Regions from separate parts of the Mus musculus genome. Here region 2 is linked to region 1. Evidence: chromatin contacts called from public Hi-C data. All regions are on one chromosome and are shown on one strand. The core of a region is the stretch at or near the end of the contact, and the rest is flanking DNA. Distances in the headings are between cores, read along the strand shown. Region 1 holds the start of Ptk2b (PTK2 protein tyrosine kinase 2 beta). Region 2 overlaps Ccdc25 (coiled-coil domain containing 25).

Evidence for each region. Hi-C and Micro-C count contacts between places; a contact is called where the count stands out from the background.
Region 2: a contact with region 1 is called in a Hi-C map of liver, with 1.7 times the contacts expected there. The contact joins the enhancer-like site here to the promoter of Ptk2b in region 1. A contact is called at or near these places in 1 of 39 promoter capture datasets (hippocampal neurons), 7 of 484 Hi-C or Micro-C datasets (the Ba/F3 cell line, the G1E-ER4 cell line, adipose-derived mesenchymal stem cells and 4 more) and 1 of 115 datasets of contacts at active chromatin or transcription factors (pancreatic cancer cells).

Annotation. Positions count from the first base shown.
Region 1 is chr14:66,278,480-66,283,649 of GRCm38.p6, reverse strand. Ptk2b (PTK2 protein tyrosine kinase 2 beta) reads left to right here and starts at 2,598. Exons shown (of 31, transcript NM_001162366.2): 1 at 2,598-2,767.
Region 2 is chr14:65,853,225-65,858,394 of GRCm38.p6, reverse strand. It overlaps Ccdc25 (coiled-coil domain containing 25), which reads right to left. Exons shown (of 9, transcript NM_145944.5): 5 at 4,218-4,293; 6 at 1,868-1,971; 7 at 1,499-1,701. Among named protein-coding and RNA genes, the nearest start is that of Ccdc25, 19 kb to the right of the region's middle. Within about 2 kb of position 2,869, at least 36 of the 459 cell types and tissues checked have an H3K27ac peak or open chromatin away from gene starts, as enhancers often do. A contact at or near this core is called in the G1E-ER4 cell line, liver and pancreatic cancer cells, where this site is marked.

The DNA of each region.
Region 1 (5,170 bases), core at 1,349-3,848:
GTCCATGTTTGCTGGATCTATATGCACAGAAGCCAAGGTATAGAGTCCACATGGATGTCCACCAACAGATGAGTGAGAGAAGACAATGTGGTACACAGACACACACGAGTTTTATTCAGACACAGAGAAGAACAAACAATTATGTCATTTTTTTTCTGAAAAATAAATGAAACTGGACATCACTGTGATAAGCAAAATAAGCCAGACTCAGAAAAATATCAAACGCTTTCTTTTATATGCAGAATATAGATTTTAATAATTATATAAATTGACCTTGGTGGTGCTGGCTGCTTATTCTTCCTATTTAGCCAGAGGAAATAGTGAGACTGTCTAGGGCAGCAGTTCTCAACCTGTGGGTTGTGACCCTCTTTGAGACTCAAATGGCCCTTTCACAAGGGTCACCTAAGATCAACAGAAAACACAGATATGTGCATTGTGATTCTTAACAGAAGCAAAATTACAGCTATGAAATAGCAACAAAGGTTATTTTATGGTCGGGGCGGGGGGGGGGGGGTCACCACAACACGAGGAACTGTACTAAAGGGTGGCAGCGTAGGAGGGGTGAGAACCCTGGAGGAGAGTGAACACCAGCCCAACAGGCAAGACACTGGGTAGTGAGTTAGCAGCAGAGTACCTGTTATAATGAAATATGCTCGTTTTTTTAAGAAGTGACCAAAAAAAGTGCTCAGAGAAGTTTGAAGGAAATAATATGCCAGGTAAAGAATACAACGTGTGTGCACACAGAACAGAAGACCTTACTAGAGCAGAGATATGGCTGTAGTTCATATGTGTGCCCACATGAGGGCAGCACACACAAACCCAGCTAGTCTTCAACAGTCAGCCAGCTGCCATTCCCTCAGGTAGATCTCGCTTTACACCACAAGACGCTTTACCCACTCTTTCCCAAGTGCAAGGATTCAGAAAGCCACCCCCTGCCAACACCTTACGCCACCCCACTGCTCACACCCTCTGGTAGTTTTTTTTGTCCTGTGGTCATGTACCCCATACGCTGTTCACAGTCTTCACTGCTCCCCCAACTCTACCCCTCCACTTGTCTTTGAGTGCAGATAGTTGATAAATGGGGCCCTTCAGGATGGTAGAGAGGGTCCTGCTGGCCCAGCAGATGGCAGGGTATATTGTGGTGTTGAGGCATTTGAGGGTGGGTGACGCTAGCTTTAGATAGGGTTTTTAGTAGACATGGAGGATACAGCTAAAATCTACATTTTGTTACATCTTAAGACATATGAACTTTATAGCTTTAATTGATTTTATGATTATTGCTATTGGTTTTTCGGGACAGGGTTTTTCTCTGTAGCCTGGCTGTCCCGTAACTCACTCAGTAGATCATGCTGGTCTTGAACTCAGAATTCTACTTGCCTCTGCCTCCTGAGTTCTTAATTAATTAAGTCTGCTTTCTCTTGAGAAGCCATCACCACCACTCTGAAAGATGAGTGTTGGTAGCTTCTGATGGTCTCCTGGGGCAGCAGGTCTGTTGAACTTGGAGGTGGGGTAGGGTGAAGAAGTGTCATCATGAAAACTGTGGCTTTCACAGGGAGTTGGGCAGCTTGATGTTGCAGTCTCAGGACTGCTACTATCAGAGACAGAACTGTGACTAAACCCCAAACCCCAAAGGGCACAGGATAAAGATGTCTGGGGCAGGGTCTCCTGCTAAGTCCAGCTCACTGACCTCCACTTAGGAGAAAGTCAGAATCTTTCTCGGGCTAGAGAAGTAAATGATGTCGCAACTTAGTACTTTAGATCTGCCTCAAGTACCACTGCCTTACTGATGCAGTAAAGAGATGGCCAGCCTCTTCGGAGGGTCACGGATACAAACTGATGCAGGGAGAGGGCCACAGAAGAAAATCATTGTAAGGCTTCTCTAGTCTTTTCTGGTTTTGTTGTTATTAATGCTGGGTTGGGGTTGGGTTTTGGGGTTTGGGGTTTTTTTGTTTGTTTGTTTGTTTGTTTGTTTTGTTTTGTTTTGTTTTGTTTTTGAGACATGATCTCTTTCAGCCTAGCCTCATCTTGAACTCACCTCATAGCCAAGGATAGACCTCCAGAGCGTTGGAATTACAGATATCCACCACCTACACTCAGTATTATGCCTTTGGTTCTGGGAATGGAATCCAGGCTAGACACACATTCTACCGTCTGAGCTACATTCCCAACCCCTTCCCCGACTGTTTTGGGACTGTGTTCTGGTCCTCCAGGGTCTGGGCTCAGAAACCCAGTCCTAGGTGTTTCCAATCCTGTACCAGTCATATCGGGCATCCCTAATATTTATCTGACCTAGGGTGAGGGCCATTTCAAGGTGTGGAGCCATGGGGGCCACTGCTGAGAACATGGGTCAGGTCTGGTGACTAAAGGCTGCAGAGAAGGGTGCCTGGAAGAAGCCAGGTGTGGTAGGAGTTGGAGGTCAACCAACTGCAAGAGGTCCGGAGCACCTGAGGACCCCAATTGGGGCCCTAAGGCAATGGGCTCTGGCCCCCGGGTCAGCCGGGCAGCTCCAGGAATTGCAGGCGGCATCTATTTCAGAGTTTATGGTAAGAGGTTGGAGCCTGCACACACAGACAGCACACCCCACCCTTTAAGGAAGTGGAGAGGAGAGCAGCAGGGGTGTGGTTAACGACCGAGAGGAGGAGGGGGAAAAACAACCTGTCAGCCTCTTACTCAGCCTCTGCAGGCAGAGCCGCGCGTCCTACCTGCGGCGGCTGCGCTCACCTGGCCCAGCCCGGAGCCCTGGCCCGAGTCCGCGCCTCGCCCGAGGGTAAGTCCTGCGTGTTCCTACCCAGCGCCGGGGTCAGGGACACTTCGATCGCTCGACTTAAGTGGAAAGCTGGAGAGGGTCTACAGTTCCAGTCCTTCGGGAAGCTTGAGAATTCCTGGAAAGGTAGCCAAGGACCCAGAAAGTCGGAGGCGCGGAGCAGGTGCTTTCCCTGAGCTTGCCGCCCTGAGCTAGGGGGTTAGGGAGGGCGCTAGAGAAGGCATCTATTTTTGGAGTTCTTTTTAAGACTAAAGGGTGTTTCTCCCTTTTTGTCCTGTTATCTTATTCAGAGAGGGGCGACTAGGGGCACGATTGAAATCGGCTCAGCAACAATGCTTGTCTCTAAAGGTTGGATTTGGGAACTCCGAACCCAACCGAGGGCTTCAGAACCCAACTTCAGCTCTAGCTCAGACCTCTGCCCAGGCACGGCGCGCTCTTCTCCACAGTGCCCTTCGGCACCCATGTGGCCTATCTTCCCACCCCTGCACCACCCCTATCCCCAGCCTCTGGGACGTTTTGTTTTTGTTTGTTTGTTGTTTTTTTTCCCTGAAGCTGGAGCTTTAAGACAAACGGGGTTCTCCAAGAGGAACCATACCATAGTGTGTGTAGTGTGTGTAGTGTGTGTGTGTGTGTGTGTGTGTGTGTGTGTGTGTGTGTGCGTGTGTGTTCGTGCTGAAGTTCCAAAGTTCACACCAGCCGCACTGGCTCATTTTGAAGCTGCTTTCCCCATGCCCCTTGAGGGTTAAGTTCTGGGCTGCTGTTCCTGCTGCCAGGCTGTGCGTGGGCAAAGCTTTGGGTGGGTGAACAGCGAGCATATGGGTGACGTTCTGAGGCCCACCAAGTCCTGCCACCTGCCCTCACCCTCAGCCAGATGACACCAATATCTCCCATCACCCCTATACTGGAAGCAAGATTCCGATTCCGCTGTGCTCCTTGAAGAAACCAAGCTGGGACCTGAGGGTTGGGTGTGTGTGTGTGGGGGGGGGGCATTAGCCCGGGAGAATTGGAAAGCAGGAGGGAGAAGAACCTTAGCAGATCTTGTACCAGTCTGGAGCCCGCTGAGACAATGCATGGTTTGGAAAGGGTAGGGGTACCAGGCAGCCGCAGTGTGCTCAGGTCAACAAACTCTTGCGGTTCACAGTAGCTACCGGGTGGGGGCGGGGGCGCAAGAAATGCAGAGCAGGGGGTGGGGGAAAAGTGACTCACGACCCTAGGAAGGAAGGAAGAAGTCACATTCATAAGAAAGACCTAACTTTGGCAGGACAGTCTGCCTTCTTTCTTTCACTTACTAGCATCCTTCCTGAACCCAGGTACTCCTGTCAGGTGAGGGGAGACGGAGGAGCCTGTAGCTCCAGCTGCCCAGCTAGGGCGGAGCTAGGATGGGCGGGACTGTCGTGAGAAGAAATGAAGTTCCACCAATTACAGTGCCAGAGGGTGGGCAGGGCTGGGCAGGGACAGGTCCTGAATCTGTGGCAGAAGCAACTAAGAGAACTGAAGATCAATAGGGATTAACTAACCGAGGAGAAGAAAGCAGGTCAGAGCCTGAGAAGTACAAATCCAAGGGCTAAGAGCGGCAAGAGATACCGGGGAAACCGAAAGTAGCCAAGAAGCCCATCTTGTTAGGAGCCTAGAGTTCAGGGGCCAGGAGGAGCTGCAACCTTAAATAGAGGATGCTCCCCAGCCTAGGAAGGCGTGCTCAGGCTGCCATGGCAACTCCTCTAGGAGCAAAGCTTGGAACCTCAGGCTGCTTGAAACTTCCCAGGGTGCCTCCACTCCGGGATGGAGGTGCCAGATTTAGCAAATGAAAACATGGGGCATTCAGATTTGAATTTTAAATGTACAAATGTGTTGAAGACTTGGTTCTCAGCGTTAAGTATGTCTCATGCAGTATTTGGGATATACCTAATACTCCGGCGTTACTCACAGTTTATCTGAAGCTTTACTGGATGTCCTGAGTCTGTCTGGGACGCGGAGGCTGATGTTCTTCCGTCTAGACTGCGAACTAACCCAGCACCTCAAGAGCAGGCTCAGGGCATATTTATTTTGTGACAAATCCTGACAGGTCCAGTTGGAGGCTCATTCTAGGACTGGTCATGATATTGCTATTGAGAGAAGAAAAGCAGCACCCCAGACAGCTTACACATCTGCACAGCCGAGGGAGGGTCTAGGGACCGTGAAAGCAGCTTAGTCCACTTGGTAGTAACTTGGAAAGACACTGGACCAATGGTCCTAGATTCAGACCTATGGGGAAACTGTTGGATTCGCTGAGCCTCAGAGCCTATTTGTCGAGGTTTAGGGTAGGAGCCTTGATAATGTATGAAAGCCCCACTTGAGTGCTATGTATATTAACTTGAAACGACACATTCACAGTGACGGAAAGAGCATCCACAAAGTGCCTGGGGTGCC
Region 2 (5,170 bases), core at 1,620-4,119, 430 kb after region 1:
TCAACTTTAAAAGAAGCCAGACTTCCTGATTCAGCAGAACCTGGACAGGAAGGAACACAAGCAGGTACCTCACACCTGACCATATACAATCGCAGCAGCTTCGCACCTGCCCAGCAAGCTTCCTAAGAACCCAGGGTATTCAGAGAAAGCTGGGTCAGAGCACGGGCAGATAGGTGGCTTTTAATTTGATGCCACCCGCATTTGTGTCTTTTCTGCTGCACATATCACAAATGGCATCCATGGAAACCTAGGAGTTCTGTGACTGCAAGTCACAACAAGGACAACTGTGCTAGAGCATTTGCCCCGTGCATGAGCCCCTACTTCATCCCTTAGCACTACACAAAGAGAGGAAGAGAAAAAATGAAAAGAAAAACAAGAGGTAGCTGGCACGTGTCGGTAATCCCAGCCCTCAGGAGGCAGATGCTTAACCACACTCAAACACAAACAGGGCAACTGGGCCGGTTCAAGTGCAGCAACACATATTCAGCACGGCAGTGGAATGATGCTTCCAAAGCTCTCCCCTACCCCAGGACTTTCTCATCCAAATCTCTAGAAGCAACAGACATGTTGTCTTCTGTGGACACACACTTTGCACATGTGACAGTTCTCTATGACAGGGAGATGACAGGATGGTGCAAGTGTGTCTGATCTAGTCATATGGCTCTTTAAAAGCAGAGAAAGCAACAAGCCGAAGAATGTGGGCAGTCTCTAGAAACCAGAGTCGCCTCTAGAGCCTCCAGAAAAGAACTGCCCTGCTGACTTCTCGTTTGTTTTGATTAGTCAGGACTTCTTGCAGGTCTGAATGTTGATTTGAGGAGTTAAATTTGGGACCATTTGTTCTAGAAGCAACAGAAAACTGATACAGTCAGCATTCTCATGGCCACCATCACTAAGATGTCAAGAGCCAAAATATAATTTACCTGCTAATTAAAACTGTAGGCTACTGAAGCAGGTCTCGTCACATTAACACATTCAACTTCCGAAAAGCAGAAAAAGCACGTGAAAGCAGCTGTGAGTACCTGACTGCACAGTGGTTTGAAAGCAGCTGAGTGCCCGGCTGCACATCATGGTAACAGCAGCCCAGCTGCTCAGACTACACACTCCTACACCTCTTCTTTCCCCAAGAACAAGCTGGCAGCACTTGGGGGGCAGAGACAGGTGGATTTCTGAGTTCAAGGCCATCCTGGTCTACAAAGTGAGTTCCAGGACAGCCAGGGCTACACAGGGAAACCCTGTCTTGAAAAATCCAAAAAAAAAAAAAAAAGAACAAGCTGGCATCTGAGGACAGCCCATGGTGCTTACGGTGAGGTAAAACCTTTCATTTTGCTCACTGACACCCAACACCTCTGTAACACGGGGATTCACCACATCATCACAACCACCTTTAACAACTCAGTCAATACTCTTAACTTGTATGTGGCCTCCAGCCACTGGGGCATTATCTTCAGAACCTGTGGGGAGCACCCAGGTGAACAGCAAGGCCTCCTCCCCAGCGTACCTAAGTTCATCCATTTCCCTTTTCTTCTTCATTTCTTCTTTCTCTTTCCTTTTCATCTCCTGAATCTGGGCTTTCTTCTCATTCCTCTCTTCACGGTCTCTGCCTTCCTTCTCTGCTGCAAGGTCTGGAAACTTCTCCAGTTTGGTCTTTTCTAATCGGTTCAAGATTTCATTCACTTTCTTCTCTACCGTCACAATCTTTACCTTTGAGGGAAATAAAGGAAAGTACTTAGCCTTAATTATTTTTCTCACCTAAGAGGGCAAGGCTTTGGCTTTCCAGGGCTTTAGCCACCCAGTTTAACACCCATAGGACACACAGGACACTCAGCTTAGGGTCAGGCCCTGCCTCCCACAGTATATGAACACTTACATCCTTCTGCCTGTGAAAGCCTATCTGCCCCACATCCATGTCAGCTGTTTTCTTCAGGTTAGACCATGGCGTGTAAACCACATTAACGTTGTTCATCTTGCAGCCTGCCAAGAGAGACTGTCTTCAGCAGGCAGGAAACATGAGTGGTGTAGCCCTCACCACAGCAAAACCTCATCCACCCCAGACGAGGCTTAAGAGCTCACTTCCAATGTCCCAAAGTATGAAAGGTCAGTGGGAAGTTGACCATTATGCCAAAGTATTAGAGTAGAAAAAGCAAGGGCCCTGGCTCCTGACGCTGAGGAAAGCAACATGTTTACGAAGGCTTGTTTGGTTGTCAGTGGAGCCTTTTCCCCTAAATAAAACCTCTGAGTCTGAACCGAAATGAGCCGATTTAGCAGAACCCAGCAAATTCAATCCCTGTCCTCTGGTACTGAGCAGAGAGAACTTGGTAACTACAGAGCTGCCAGTGGGGTGTCCTCTGCAAGCTCACAATTCTCTTCGGTCCTCAGCACTGTCCTCTGGTACTGAGTAAGAGTGGAACCTGAGGCCTAGCTCCTTCTCTGCTGTGTGACAGGTCACTGCAGAAGGCTGAGGAAAGAAGGGAATAATCCCGTGTCACAACTCTTCCCCTCTGTTTTCTCTAGAACCCATACACTCTAAGGACATTAAGAAGAAACCAAGCCAAGAATAAAGAGTCTACAGCTCTTTAAGCCAAGGGTCTTCTGCAAGCCAGGGGCATGGAAAAGAACAAGGCTGTGGAAGCGGCTGGAACACAGAATAAACAGTTTGCTTATTTCATTTTTTACTTCAGTAACTGAAGATCTGAGATTTTACTCTACTCATAAAATAAAGCGTCCTCCCTCAGAACCACCTGCTGACTATGGAGCTGGAAACTGGTGGCTCCTAAAGGTAAACTTTAAGCTTCGTAGTCTGCCCACCGGGTCTGTAACTAGGGCTGCCTGGGCTGAGACTGAAGATACCAGTCTACATGAAGGAAGGCTGCCAAGCTCGCTCTCCTTGTGTAATCATTAACTCCAGTGCCTGTTATCAGCTGTGTGCTCTGGGGCCTCTTCCAACTTCATTTAAAACCAGTTCTCTCTTTCTATCTAGGTCTACATCCTACCCCTAGAAACTTATTAGCTCAATCATTTAAACCCACACCTCTCTCAACCCTCATAACCTCTACCCCCATCCTCATAACCATCCTTCTAGACCTTTCCATTAGATTTAATCTTATCTAGAATTACACAGGCACCAAGCCCAGTATTTTTAGCTACTGCCTAAAACACATAAGGTGATTGTTTCCAATTCACACTGCACACTGGACTCACTGAGAGCTCCTGAAAGATAAGGACACTCCCAGACCACCCAGGTCAGTGGGGAAGGAGGACAAGAGTCAAATGACTCAAAACCTTCACAAATTAAATGAAGGAAAAGCATGGGAGAGAAGGAGAAAAGAAAAAGCGTGATTTAAAGACTCTGGCTCTAAGCCGGGCGTGGTGACGCACGCCTTTAATCCCAGCACTCGGGAGGCAGAGGCAGGCGGATTTCTGAGTTCGAAACCAGCCTGGTCTACAAAGTAAGCTCCAGGACAGCCAGGGCTATACAGAGAAACCCCGTCTCGAAAAACCAAAAAAAAAAAAAAAAAAAAAAAAAACAAAGACTCTGGCTCTAAACCTGAAATAGTTAAACATACCTATACTTCCAGGACCCAGGAAGCTGAAATAGGAGAATTGTGAGTTGCCAGCCTGGGCCACACAGTGAGTTCCATGCTAGCCCGGGCTACATATCAAGATTCCAGTTCAAAATATCCAAACAAGGGGCTGGGGAGATGGCTCAGCAGTTAATAACACTGGATGCTCTTCTAGAGGATCTGGGTTCAATTTCCTAACAACCACATTGTAGCTCACAATTGTCTGTAACCCCAGTTCCAGGGAATCTGACAACTTCTTCTGGGTTCAAAGTGCATCAGACATACACATAGCACAGAGACATACATGCAAATAAAACACATACACATATAAATATATTTAAAACAAAAAACCAACAAAACACTGAACCAAACCCCTCTAGTTTTACAGTCTGTTGACAGCTGATGGCAGCAGACACATCTCCTTAGCTATCAACACTGCCATGTTGCCAAAAGTCTTAGGCAGAGCTGGATGACTTCCTACTCAAGGAAAGGGAAAGTCAAGTGTCAAGACAGAAAGGACAGTAAAACTAAGAGGTGTGGGATATGAGCATCTAGTTCTCTGACAAGCCTCCTCCTCCTCCTGCTCTCCCCAGACTCATGCTCACTAAAATGGACTATGATCCAAACATAGAAAAAGGGAATGCTAGGCCAACTGACCTTGAATGCTATTGGCCTTCACAAGGTGGGCACAGTCCATCAAAACCTCCTTTGGAATGTCTTCTATCTTCTCTCCCTGCAACACAAAATAAACCAAATAATCCTCTTGGTTACTGATGGCCACTGGAGCACTCGCAAGGCATGTGCTGCCTTACCGGCTGGACACGGGCTTACAGACAAGCAGGGGCTCTCCGGGTGGACTGCAGAGCACTGAAAGATGAGGGACATTTACCCACCACAGAATGGTACCTGAACTAGGAGAAGGCATTAGCAGAAAACTATACTCAACACATTTTAAAAACCATGTTGAAGATATTAACTGCAGTTGTGTCTCAGTGGTTTCTGCCATCCTCATTCATTTCCGGAAAGCTTGGGGGGGGGGGGCACGGTGTCCATTCTGAGATCTAGACACCTTCCTGGCTGAGGTCCCTGTAACCTTCCTTTGAAACAGATAATGGCCTGGAGCTCTGAATCCCAAATATCTCCCCAGCCGTCTACCTCCCAGCCAAAATCCGGGTGAAGTTCTTGTGTTCTTCATCTGTTGTGCTGCTCCCATGGGAAGATAAAGTAGCCAGTGGAGGCTGCAGCAAAGCAGCAATGGATGGGCGAGCTCACACAAGTGAGCCTAGGAACTCAGGTTTGCTTTGAGTCACTTTACACCAGTGAGCCAAAAACACTCCCAAATGTCATGGCTTTTCTATCCAAAATGGCCGTGTAGCAGTGAACACTGCCGGAGAGTCTGCATCGTCACGCTTCGTGTTGGATTCAAACCACAATGAAGGCACACAGTGCCTGCCAGATGCCACTCTGCAAAGCTTCAGCATGTGCCAGGTCCTAACCTTCACAATGACTCAATAAAGGAAGAGTTGGTCCCTTCTACACAGGAGGAAGTAGGCAGTTATGTGCTACAGAGTCAGGATTTCAGGCTGTTCTACAAAGCAAGTTCCAAACCA